3 separate regions of the Mus musculus genome follow, and all the other regions are linked to region 3. The links are chromatin contacts, called in public Hi-C and Micro-C maps. All regions are on one chromosome and are shown on one strand. The core of a region is the stretch at or near the end of the contact, and the rest is flanking DNA. Distances in the headings are between cores, read along the strand shown. Region 1 has its middle 210 kb from the start of Ostf1. Region 2 overlaps Prune2 (prune homolog 2). Region 3 holds the start of Pcsk5 (proprotein convertase subtilisin/kexin type 5).

Region 1 (3,371 bases), core at 335-2,834, 580 kb before region 3:
CAGAGACATTCTTTTATAGCTTTAGATTCTCTTGGTGTCCACACTGATAAAGAAGGTAATGCTAGACTGTGCAGTCTAATATAGGAACACTATCTGTCTTCATCTTTCTGTCTCTGTCTCACACATAGTTCATTCATCCACATCTACTTTTCTCAGAGTAGGGTTCTACTCTCTTCTACTTTGATGTCTTGGTTCTACAATGTCTCTCTTATTCCTCACAAACTCTATATTCCCTTGTTGCTTTTTCTGGAAACCATATTTACACAAAAGGAAACTTTTTTTTTTTTGGCTGATTAACAAGAGATAACCTCAGCTTTCTGTCTTCAAAAGGCCAAAAGAAATCAAAGTATAGTGGTACCCACCCTACTGACAGTACTTGAGGGGTTGGTGTGGGAGGATCATGCATTCCAGGCCAGCCTGGCTTACAAGGCACAACCTTGTTTTAAAAACAAAACAAAGAAAATCAAAACAAAACACAAACAGACCGTGTGTAGCTGGCCTGTAATCCCAAGCTACTTAGGAAGCTGAGGCAGTAGGATCACACATATAAGGCTTCCATGGCCTACAGAATGAGTTCAAGGCTGAACCTTCCTCAAGAAATATTAGAAAGAAGGTTGAGGGTATATCTTAATGGTATAGAGTGCTGGCCTACCATATATGAGCCCCTAGGTTAAATCTCCAGTACCAAAGAAAAACAAAAACTCAGAGTGTGTGTGTGTGTGTGTGTGTGTGTATAACATAGAAGGCCAGATGAGGGTAAGATGTTGAGCTCATATGTTGGTCAAATTGGTAGCAGATGAAATGGCATTATTATGATGATGAGTATCATTGTATTATAAGAAATCCATTGTCTGAGATTGCCTAACCCCCCAGCTCTACCCACAAGAAACCATTATGTTATATAATTATACCTTCTCATGGCTTCTTTCAAGTGATTTTTGAAACAATAGTCTGGAAGCCTTGGCCACCAGAGATCAATAAGGCTCATCAGAATTGCTGAGAGAAAAATGTCAAGGATGCCATTCTAAAAGATATCTTAGGGGAGACACCTTTTCAACGACCAGACAGGAATGAGTACACGTTGAATTCTAAGCAACTCAAGTCAGTGACTGGAGAATGGTGCTATAATTTGGATAATAATAGTAATTTTAAGTACTACTGCCCTAAAAACACAACAGTTCTTTATACTAAGTTTTGTTCTTTAATCCGGTAAGAGTCCATGACCTCCTCCTCTAATGTGGAGAAGCTGCGTGCAAATTCCTCTTGGCCCTGGTGTGCCTACGTGGTTAACTAGAAGCACACATGAGTTCAGTTATTTGAATTGAAAACAGACCTGCGTGAACAGCTATCTGCATTATGTTCCACTATCTCTACGTCCAACAAGTTATCAGCGGGTTGTGAGGAATGAAAAGGTCTTCCAGGCTTCTGGTCTCATCTCTGCCTAGTGATTTAATCTGAGAGCCCAGATCGTAAATTGGACTTAATGTCAAACAGCAGCCAAGGCTGAGAACCCGCCTGGGTGTGCTGGGCTGTTGCAGGCTGACTAACCCGCAGGCATGCTGTCAGGTCTAGGCCATCTGCTGTCAGGGCTCTGCTCCCTGTGGGAGGTCCAGGTTGCGAGCATTTGCAACAGTCTAGACAGGAGGTGACAAACACTGCGACCTTTGGGAACGAGACTGATCTCTCTGTTTTGTGACAGGAGGCCTTCCCCCGAACAGAGTTTTGGAAAGAACAATCTAGAAACTTCATCATTAGACAGTGGGATTAAACCTGGAGATCTGCTCCACCCAGCATAGAATGCCAAAGGGATTTTTTTTCTCAATGTTTTCTCAGAGCTAAAGGGTGATGTTTGTTTATTCTATCATTTTTCGTGAAATGTTTGCTTCAGTCTGCAGGAGCCAGAGAAGACGAGAAAAGGGAAAAGAAGAAACTTTAAATGGTACTCCGACCTGAGGCCAACGTGAGGTTCTGTAACTTTCCATCATCTCCCCTTCCCTTCCCCCTCTTCCCCTCGTCTGTCTCTGTCTCTGTCTCTGTCTCTGTCTCTGTCTCTGTCTCTGTCTCTGTCTCTCTTCCTTTTTTCTTCCTTCCTTTCCTCCTTCTCTTCTTTTTCTTTTGATGGTTTTTGTTTATTGAGACATAGTCTTGCTACATCATAGCCTACACTGGCCTCAGACTAGTGATTTTTCTGCTTCAGCTTCCTGAGTTCTGGGATTAAGGGCATGTGCCACCATGCCTGGTTTATTTCACTTAAACCTCATAGGAGGCTTCCCTCCCCACGCTCTCATGTTATATAGGAAAACTAGAAGCTCACAGTGATCAGCTCTTATCCAGGACTGTGCTGCGTGTAATTGCTAGGCTTCATTTTATTTTAATATTATAGCAAAATCTTTTTCGCAGGATTTATTTTTCTTAGTAAAGTAGAAGGGAGATTTTAGCTTTCTTTGGAACTCAGAATGTTGCATTATGTTAAAATAACTAAAAATGACCCTTCTATTTTTCTTAAGATCATATAGCTTTTAGTAAAACTTCTGTGGCTTTGGAAAGTGGTTCCTGAAAGAGAAGTGTGGGTGTATAGTGAGGGAGATAAAATAGGAAATGATCCAGACTAATGTGTCCTGAAGTGTATTCCACAGGATATGGGTCCCCAGACAGTCTTTGCACCAGAAAGTGTTGTGGACTTGACCTAAATAACTGCTCTGTGGAATACTGGGATTGAACTCCCTTTATGGAGATCCAGGTCCATTCCATGTTGCCCTGTGCAATGGTAAACATCACGTAGAGCTGGTTTTGTGTGGACCTCAGTTTATAGACACTTGGGCAAGCCTTACTGGTTCTAACATTTTCCTAAATCCAAACTCTCAAGTTTATTAATTTTAGGAGTGTTAATAGAGTCAGTTGGAGGAAATTTCAGCCACTTACTCTAGCCTGTTAGCAAACACAGAGGCAGCTCAAGGCTTCACTCTGAGTACAGTTCAGAGAGGATGGTTGAGAAGTGCCAAGCTTGGAGAACAGGCTGGAAGACAGTCTTCTGAAACACATAGCACATGCTTTTTTACACTCATCGGCCCAGAATATTTACACAGATCACCTTTTGATAGCATCTCATTATTAAGCCCGAAGATGGCACACACAAAGTCCATTTACTTTCTTCTGATTAAAAAAGAAAAGACGAAAGTACAGTATGCTTTCTCTCTTCTTCCCACGCCCTTGACATTCCTTTTCTACTTTTCTTCTCTCCTCCGTGTACCGTTTCCCTCCACAGCTGACTACAGCCACAGCTTGTTACCTGGGCAGTTTGCCATTCTGGGAATAGATGCGCTAAATCTGTACACACAACTCTATCCAAAGTCTTTATTTCAAAGCTGGAC
Region 2 (3,443 bases), core at 411-2,910, 700 kb after region 3:
CGAGAAAGTTAGCCCAACATCTGGTTAAAGGGAAGCCCGCGGGGCTTCAGGCTTTGTTTAGGTTCTAGAAGCCACCTTTGCATTACAAAGCGGCCCCCTGAGATGTCCCCAGAGTTGCTAGCTCCAGAAAATCAACAGACTCGCCTTCTTTTATTTGCCTTTGAGTAGAGGGCAAGGAGGTTCAAGCCATTGTAATGCACTTTCTACTATCCTATGAGAGTTTAATTTGTCAATAAGAGCAGTGGGCATTTTTTGTTGTTTTGTTTTAGAGGTGTGTAGATATTAAATTTCTCAACAATTGACATCCCACAGTCTATTTTCTTTACTATTTAAATTTAATTATCCTACATTTTTATGTTCTGGGCATATTACCAATTATAATGCCAGGAAAACTTTCATCACATGAAGACTTTGAGATGGCTTATTCTGAAGCAGCTCCCATCTTCCTCTGTGGGAGGCTGGGGGGGGGGGGGGCTTTGAGGAGGGGGAAAGGGTAGAGATGGGGATGGTGCTAGAGCCCTGGAGCTCTGGGGTGACTAGGCAGGGATGAGTGGTGGTGGTGGGGACTGGGGCTGGGGTGGGGCGGGGTGGGGCTGGGGTGGGGCTGGGTGGGGCTGGGTGGGGCTGGGGCTGGGGCTGAGGCTGGGGCTGGATGGGTGGGGTTGGGGTGAAGCTGGGGCTAGGGGCACTTTTCCTGGTTGGATATGGGTCTAAAAACTACTCACAAAATCAGTTACTGATACTAATCTGTAGAGAGTCGGGCAATTGGTGAAAGGATGCCCCTCTCCCTTAAAACATGGCCAGTGCTCTCTTTGCAGGGCAGTATCTGCCACCCATCACCTCTGCCGGGTAGAAATCGAGTGTTATCGTCTAAAGTGGCCAGGGGCACTTTATCGTTAATTGCTTACACAATTTACTTTTTCAGCGAAATACTGACATTTCATACATAAAATAGTGGTTCTGTCTCTTGATTCTGATAGGCCAGTGCGAACAGCAGAAGCCCATTTTTGAGAGTGACCTACTTCTGTAGCTTAGAAATCAGGTAGGTTGTAAATGTTCTAAGATTTATCAGAAAAATATTGAGAAGTGGGTGTTGTTATAGTAGCTTCGATAACTTTTAGAAACGCAAAATGTGAACTCCTCACTACTCCGGCAGCCTGCCCACACCATCCAGACATTACAGTCATCCTCTCTCGGCGGTCTCAACAGTTTTAACACGGTCACTTCCTCTAATTTATTGTCTGCATATTTATCCTAGACATAAATGAATAAAAATTGATTATAGCTATGCAGAGGTGTGTTAGATAATTGTCTGCAGCCAGGAAGGGGGCGAGAAATCGAAAGCTTGCCTGCTCCTTGGTTCTGAGCTGGTCAGCTGTCGGGTGTCAGGGGTGAGGGACCGGGCAGAATCCAGCCTCCTCTTGCCCCCTCCTCCCTCCTCCAACTTCCCAGCGGCAATAGACAGGCTTCAAGAAGGACTGTCTCCATTGCAATCTCTCCTCGCCCGGCCCAATCTTCCTAAAGTCTGACCAGGACCCACCTACCTTCTGAGGGTGACAGGAGGCTTGCTAGCGAGAGGAACAGAAAGATGCGCGGTTCTGGCGCTTCAGCATCTCCCTTCTGGAGCAGTTAACACCAAGTACAGATTCGCCTCCATTTTCTGGTCACGTGATCCCTGGCACATCTAAATAAGGCTGATCACCTGCCTCCTAGATCTCCTAGTGCACCAGCCTGCTGTGCCTGGCGCTGGAGCAGAAGCTGGGAAAGGCAGCGTTTGGGAATAGAAAATACTCCCGCGGGATTATGGAGTCACAAACACCCTCTTGATTTTTATGTCATTTTTACGAAAACCGCTGCCACTCCTTTCTCTGAATAAGGCTGCATTTGAATTTCTTCAACATACAAGTTTGAAAGAGATTCCGTTCCTAGAAACCTTTTAAACACACACACACACACACACACACACTACCTCTACAGCGTATCTACAAAAAAAGGTAATTGAGCATTTAATGAACAATGATTAAGATAATACAGAGAACCATAAAAAAACATAGAAAAAATAGTTCTAGAAAAAAAAAGTCAGAAAGTTCTAGAAAAGCCAGGATGCCCACCCAAGACTCATACAGCTCTAAGGTGCATGGTGGATTAAATATGCTGCAAACAGAGATTTGAGTTTGAATCTAACCTCACTTACTAGCTAGTTTGCAGGAGACTATGACAGCATGGCGCCTCAGCTCTCCAGCTCACAGACAGCAATAATAATGCTACTTTAAAACTGTAAGATAACCTATCCAGCGGGGCTGGGTTGAAATAGCTTTGCAGCAAATGTTCACTACTATTAATTCTAGAATTGCCAGCAGAGACTGGGGATGCCATTCTGCTAGAAAAGCATTTGCCTCATGTGTACAGTGGTCTTGGATTCAATCTTAATAAGCCAGGCATGGTGACGCATGCCTATAATCCCAGCATCCAGGTGGAAGCAGAAGGAACAGAATGCCAAGGTCATCTTTAGCACAATAGCAGTTGTGAAGTCAGCCTGTGATACACAAGGCCCTCTCCAAATGAATGAATGATTCAATGAGTAAGTAAATAAAGAAATATATATATAAATTACAAAATAGAAATGCCATCTGGAGTACCGATATAATTATGGCAAGTAAAGTATCAAAGGACATTTATATAATAGATGGGAACATAATCAGTTTCAGCCCAATTGTTATTTACTTATTTATTCATTTATTGAAAAACTGTCTTGCTGGGTTGAGGCTGGCCTCAAACTAATGGTGGTCCTCCTGTCTCTGGGGTTACAAATGTGAGTCACCATGCCCAAACTTTATACCAACTCTTAATTAGAGACACTTTTAAAACTCACATTTTGGGCACTGTGATTAAAATGCTTCCTGTTCTTGCAGAGGACCCAGATTCAGTTCCTACCACCCACACCAGGTGACTGACAACCACCTGTAACTTCAGCACCATGGCATCTAACACCCTCTTGAGCCTCCTCTGGGTACCAGCATGCAAATGGTACACATAAACTCATGCAGACACTGGTACACACACACATAAATAAATTAAATGTTTTTTAAAAACCTCAAAGCTTTTGTAAAGTTGTTCAAGCTTTAATTTTATGAATATCAATCTACATTATCAGATAAAAAATATGGATGGTCTAGGCTTCTTCCAACAGTTACATAGCAACAGCCACATACAGCCTGGCTTGCTATAAAAGGGACTGCGCTCTCTCTCTCTCTCTCTCTCTCTCTCTCTCTCTCTCTCTCTCTCTCTCCCTCTCCCTCCCCCTCCCCTCCCCCTCCCCCTCCCCCTCCCTCTCCCTCTCCCCTCCCTCCCTCTCTATGTGTTCTCAGCTGGCCTCTTCCTTTCTTTCCTCTCTTTCTGTCCCTCTCTGTTCCCTTTCTTTCCCACACTCCCTTCTCACCCCA
Region 3 (3,762 bases), core at 542-3,041:
CATGCAATTCTGTCTCTTACATATGTGCTGAGATTTAGATCATCAGTTAACTCTGATTGTTCTATCTGGAATTCAGCAACTTTTAATAGCATGGATGCAGATGGTCACCCTGGCAATTAGCAAATCTCCCTGTCCCTGTCCCTGTCCCTGTCCCTCTCCCTCTCCCTCCTCTCTCTCCCCTTCCTCCCTCCCTCCCTCCCTGCCCCCTTACTCTGGAATCTATGGTTGAGAGGGGTGGTAAGAGGTCTGTCCAAAGGGACTGGCCAGTAGCCAGACTATACGGACTCTAGAGCCAAGCAAAATGCCTAGGTTTCTCTCTTTACAAAAATAATGCCAAGTAACAATGAGCATTTTCTTTAGAGAATTCTGAGCCTAAATTCCACCAATATTTTGTGCCCCACCCCCGACTATGTCCAGCACAATCTGATAGGAATCATAGACCAGGCCCTTGAAACAGATGTGTTAAACTAGCCAAATAAATAAATCAATAGAATGCATGCCTTTCTGCAGCATGTATCTGCTTTTCTCATCTACCTCTTGATCTGTAATGTATGGGCATTGTTATTTGAATTTGTTTGAAAGAAAAAAAATATAATCTATTTATACAATATGCAAAATCTATAAAATTTATGCTCCAAGGTGCTAGTAGATTTAAGCTTGCAGATATCCTTCAGACAGTTAAATCATCCTGAGATGGGTTAATCTCAGACACAGTCAACTAGTCTTTAGGAAGAATGACAAGGGATTGGAAGAGGAGAGGGATAGGATGTGAGGGCTTCGGACAGCTGCTTCTTTTAAGGTTAGGCAAACCATTTCATAAAGACCAATTTTTCTTTTTACAAGAAACTACTCTTTGGCCCCTCACCTGCAAAAGACAAGGTGGTTAGAGAAGTCTGAAGAAGGCCAGACACCATTCCCTGTTGTGTCTGAAGTCATGGTACTTTAACGCAGACTTGGTGGCATTTCATCTGACTTCCTCTGTGGTCCTTTTTATATTACTCTCCCCCTCTGCTCTGGTGACATACTTGGAAAGTTGGAAAACTCTCCTTGCTGAGGTAAATGAAGCCCTTGGAGATAAGGACACAGAAACGAATGACCGAATGGCCGCTCCCTTGGAACCCACACTTATCCGTTCTCTAGTACTGTAGATATTCATAGAAATATCTTTCCATGCTCTAAGCAGGGATTTCACCCTCCTGTGATGTTGCTGCTGAGTATCAGAATGGCTGATCTCCCAAGTCAACAGGCGACAGACTTTTGGCTTTGGCTTTTGTAAGAGTGAATGATACTTAACTGTCCTGTGTGACAGCTTCTCCGGGGAGCAGAATGCGCAAAATAAACAGTTACTGAAAAGCATAAAGAATTAGTGAAGTGAAAATCTCGATATTTGTTTTGAAATTGAGACAGGAGTGACCTTAAAATGCTCAGTCCTGGGCGTTTAGCGCCGGGATGAATGAATCTTTGCCCATACTTCCCTCTCATTATCCTGTAAATCTTAGACTTTCCAGAGTAACGGGAAATTAATTCAAATGCAGCCCGGCGGAATAAAAAGGATAGAAATCAAGACTCCGGAGGCACTCTCCTCTCAGCCCTTTGGGGAGAGGACTTCACTGGCCCGACCCTGGAGTTTACAGCAGGGAGAACAGGGAGGCGCTAGGACCTGGGTGGCTCCTGGCTGAGGCCCCGCTCGTGAGGGCGGAGGAGTAGAGGAGGAGGGAGATGTGGGAAAGGAGGGGTGCTCCGGGGGGCGGGGGAGTCATTTATGCGGAGCGGGCGCCGCTGCCGTCGCCACTCACAGTCCCGGCGCGCTGCTCGGAGCCGGAGGGAGCGCAGCGAGAGGGCGAGCGAGCGAGCGAGCGCTTGGAGCCGGGTTCAGCAGAGGGGGCGCCCGGCCGCTGCTTGCGCTCCGGCCGGTCGTTTCCACGGAGCTCCAGGGCCGGAGAGGAGCAAGAGGCAAACGAAGAGTCCAAGAGCAAAGCCGGGAGAGCCCGCGGCGGAGGCTCCAGTCCCACTCCGCCGCCTCCCGTGCAAGCCGGGGAGCGATCGCTCAACGCCCCGCCGGCCCAGAGCCCGTCACCCCGTCCCCTCTGCCCCAGGCATGGTCTAAGAGCCTGAGAGGGGCTAGCTGTTCTGCTCTGCTCCCGGGCTCTCAGCCTCCTACCGACCGCTCCCGGCTGCGCGCCCCGCCGGCCCAGGCCGGAGAAGTTAGTTGTGCGCGCTGCTTAGCGCGCGAGCCAGCGGGCGGGCGAAGGCGGCGAAGCGTCGGGACCATGGACTGGGACTGGGGGAACCGCTGCAGCCGCCCGGGACGGCGGGACCTGCTGTGCGTGCTGGCACTGCTCGCCGGCTGTCTGCTCCCGGTATGCCGGACGCGCGTCTACACCAACCACTGGGCAGTGAAGATCGCCGGCGGCTTCGCGGAGGCAGATCGCATAGCCAGCAAGTACGGATTCATCAACGTAGGACAGGTAACCAACCCCCGGTGACACAGGCTCTGCACCCAGAAGCTAGTCGTTTGGGGGCTTCTTGTCCCCTCCGCTTCGACCCCTCCCCCTTTTCCAGATGTGCTTCTGCAGCTGTGGCCCGAACTCTAGGGCGATGCTCTCTCCAACGCGCTCGTTGCACAGTCACACACATGCCCCGAAGTTGCTGGGATCTCTGTTTAATTTGTTTTTACAAGCAATGAGGGACAGGTAGGGTCTGTGGAAAATATGGAGTGCCCTTGGACAGGTTGAGACTCGCCTGGACCTTTGGACCTGGGAAGTCCAGAAGCGCTATTTAGCTTGAGGAAATAGCCCTGCGAGTGGCTGTGGCAGGGAAGGTTGAGACTTTTGGAGGCCAAGGAGTGAGAACGCCCCTGGTTCTAACTGGGAGAGAAAAGCCTGGATTAACCTCCTGGGCCACAGAATTGCTGTGCTCTGGAGGGCTTTGAGTGCGGCGTCTGGAAGGGAGGTGGTGGGGAGAGAGGAAGGGGGCGGGACACTGGGAGGGAAGCACGGATTTAGGGGGGTCCTGGCTGCTGCCTCTCTTGGCCAGGATCCAAATGTGGGCCCCCGGAGCTGGGTGGGGAGGAACCTGGGAGACATTGAAAGCGGCTGAAATGTTCTGCTCCGGGAACTTGGGAATCTTCTACTGGCGTGGAACCTGGGGTACCCGGTTGTGGCGTGTGGCAGGAATGCTTTGCTGAGGTGCCTTTGGTGGGTTTTCGTTCGATTTGCCATGCTGAGGGAAATGCCAATACATTTTATGGGACCCTTGGCAGCGCCACCGATTTGTATTCTGGCTTAAATGGCCTGGATTTCAATGTCCTCTTCCCCATGTCCCTACCAAAAACTGGACTGGAGAGGGCTCCGTTAAATGCCCCTCCTAAGGACCTCACAACTTCTTTGGAACTGATCCAGGGAGGGAGCCCTGCCGCGGCTCTGACGCGACTAGAATTGAAAGTAAAGCCAAGGTGGGAGGGCCCTAGGGGCGTTTGGGGGCGTTCACACGGTGCTTCAAGGCTGCGGGACAGGAAGGTGCCCACTAATACTGCTGAAGCACGAGGGCACAGATGGTTTCTGAGAACCGTTTCCTTAGAACTCCACACCTACGATGGCGGGATGGTTGGACAGCCCTCGCTCTGTCCACTGGGGGGAAGTGGTCAGGAGCAGAGCTGCTGTGCCTGCTTCTAGAAACAAGCTGGGGAGCAGCTGTGAGAGTTCAGAGGACAAGAGGGCTGGCAAGGTCTTGCTCTTTACCCTGCCTCCTGTAGGGAGGATG

Evidence for each region. Hi-C and Micro-C count contacts between places; a contact is called where the count stands out from the background.
Region 1: a contact with region 3 is called in a Hi-C map of uterus, with 3 times the contacts expected there. A contact is called at or near these places in 9 of 39 promoter capture datasets (3T3-L1-derived adipocytes, the HPC-7 cell line, cranial neural crest and 5 more), 2 of 484 Hi-C or Micro-C datasets (embryonic fibroblasts and uterus) and 6 of 130 datasets of targeted methods (astrocytes, craniofacial prominence, embryonic limb bud and 3 more).
Region 2: a contact with region 3 is called in a Micro-C map of embryonic stem cells, with 3 times the contacts expected there. A contact is called at or near these places in 4 of 39 promoter capture datasets (cranial neural crest, embryonic stem cells, hippocampal neurons and 1 more), 2 of 484 Hi-C or Micro-C datasets (cerebellum and embryonic stem cells) and 3 of 130 datasets of targeted methods (astrocytes, neural tube and stem cell-derived neural progenitor cells).

What each region holds. Positions count from the first base shown.
Region 1 is chr19:18,418,659-18,422,029 of GRCm38.p6, reverse strand. No RefSeq gene overlaps it. Among named protein-coding and RNA genes, the nearest start is that of Ostf1, 210 kb to the left of the region's middle.
Region 2 is chr19:17,134,993-17,138,435 of GRCm38.p6, reverse strand. The region is part of intron 9 of Prune2 (prune homolog 2); the gene reads right to left. Among named protein-coding and RNA genes, the nearest start is that of Prune2, 180 kb to the right of the region's middle.
Region 3 is chr19:17,835,661-17,839,422 of GRCm38.p6, reverse strand. It overlaps Pcsk5 (proprotein convertase subtilisin/kexin type 5), which reads left to right and starts at 1,791. Exons shown (of 38, transcript NM_001190483.2): 1 at 1,791-2,468. The coding sequence starts at 2,271.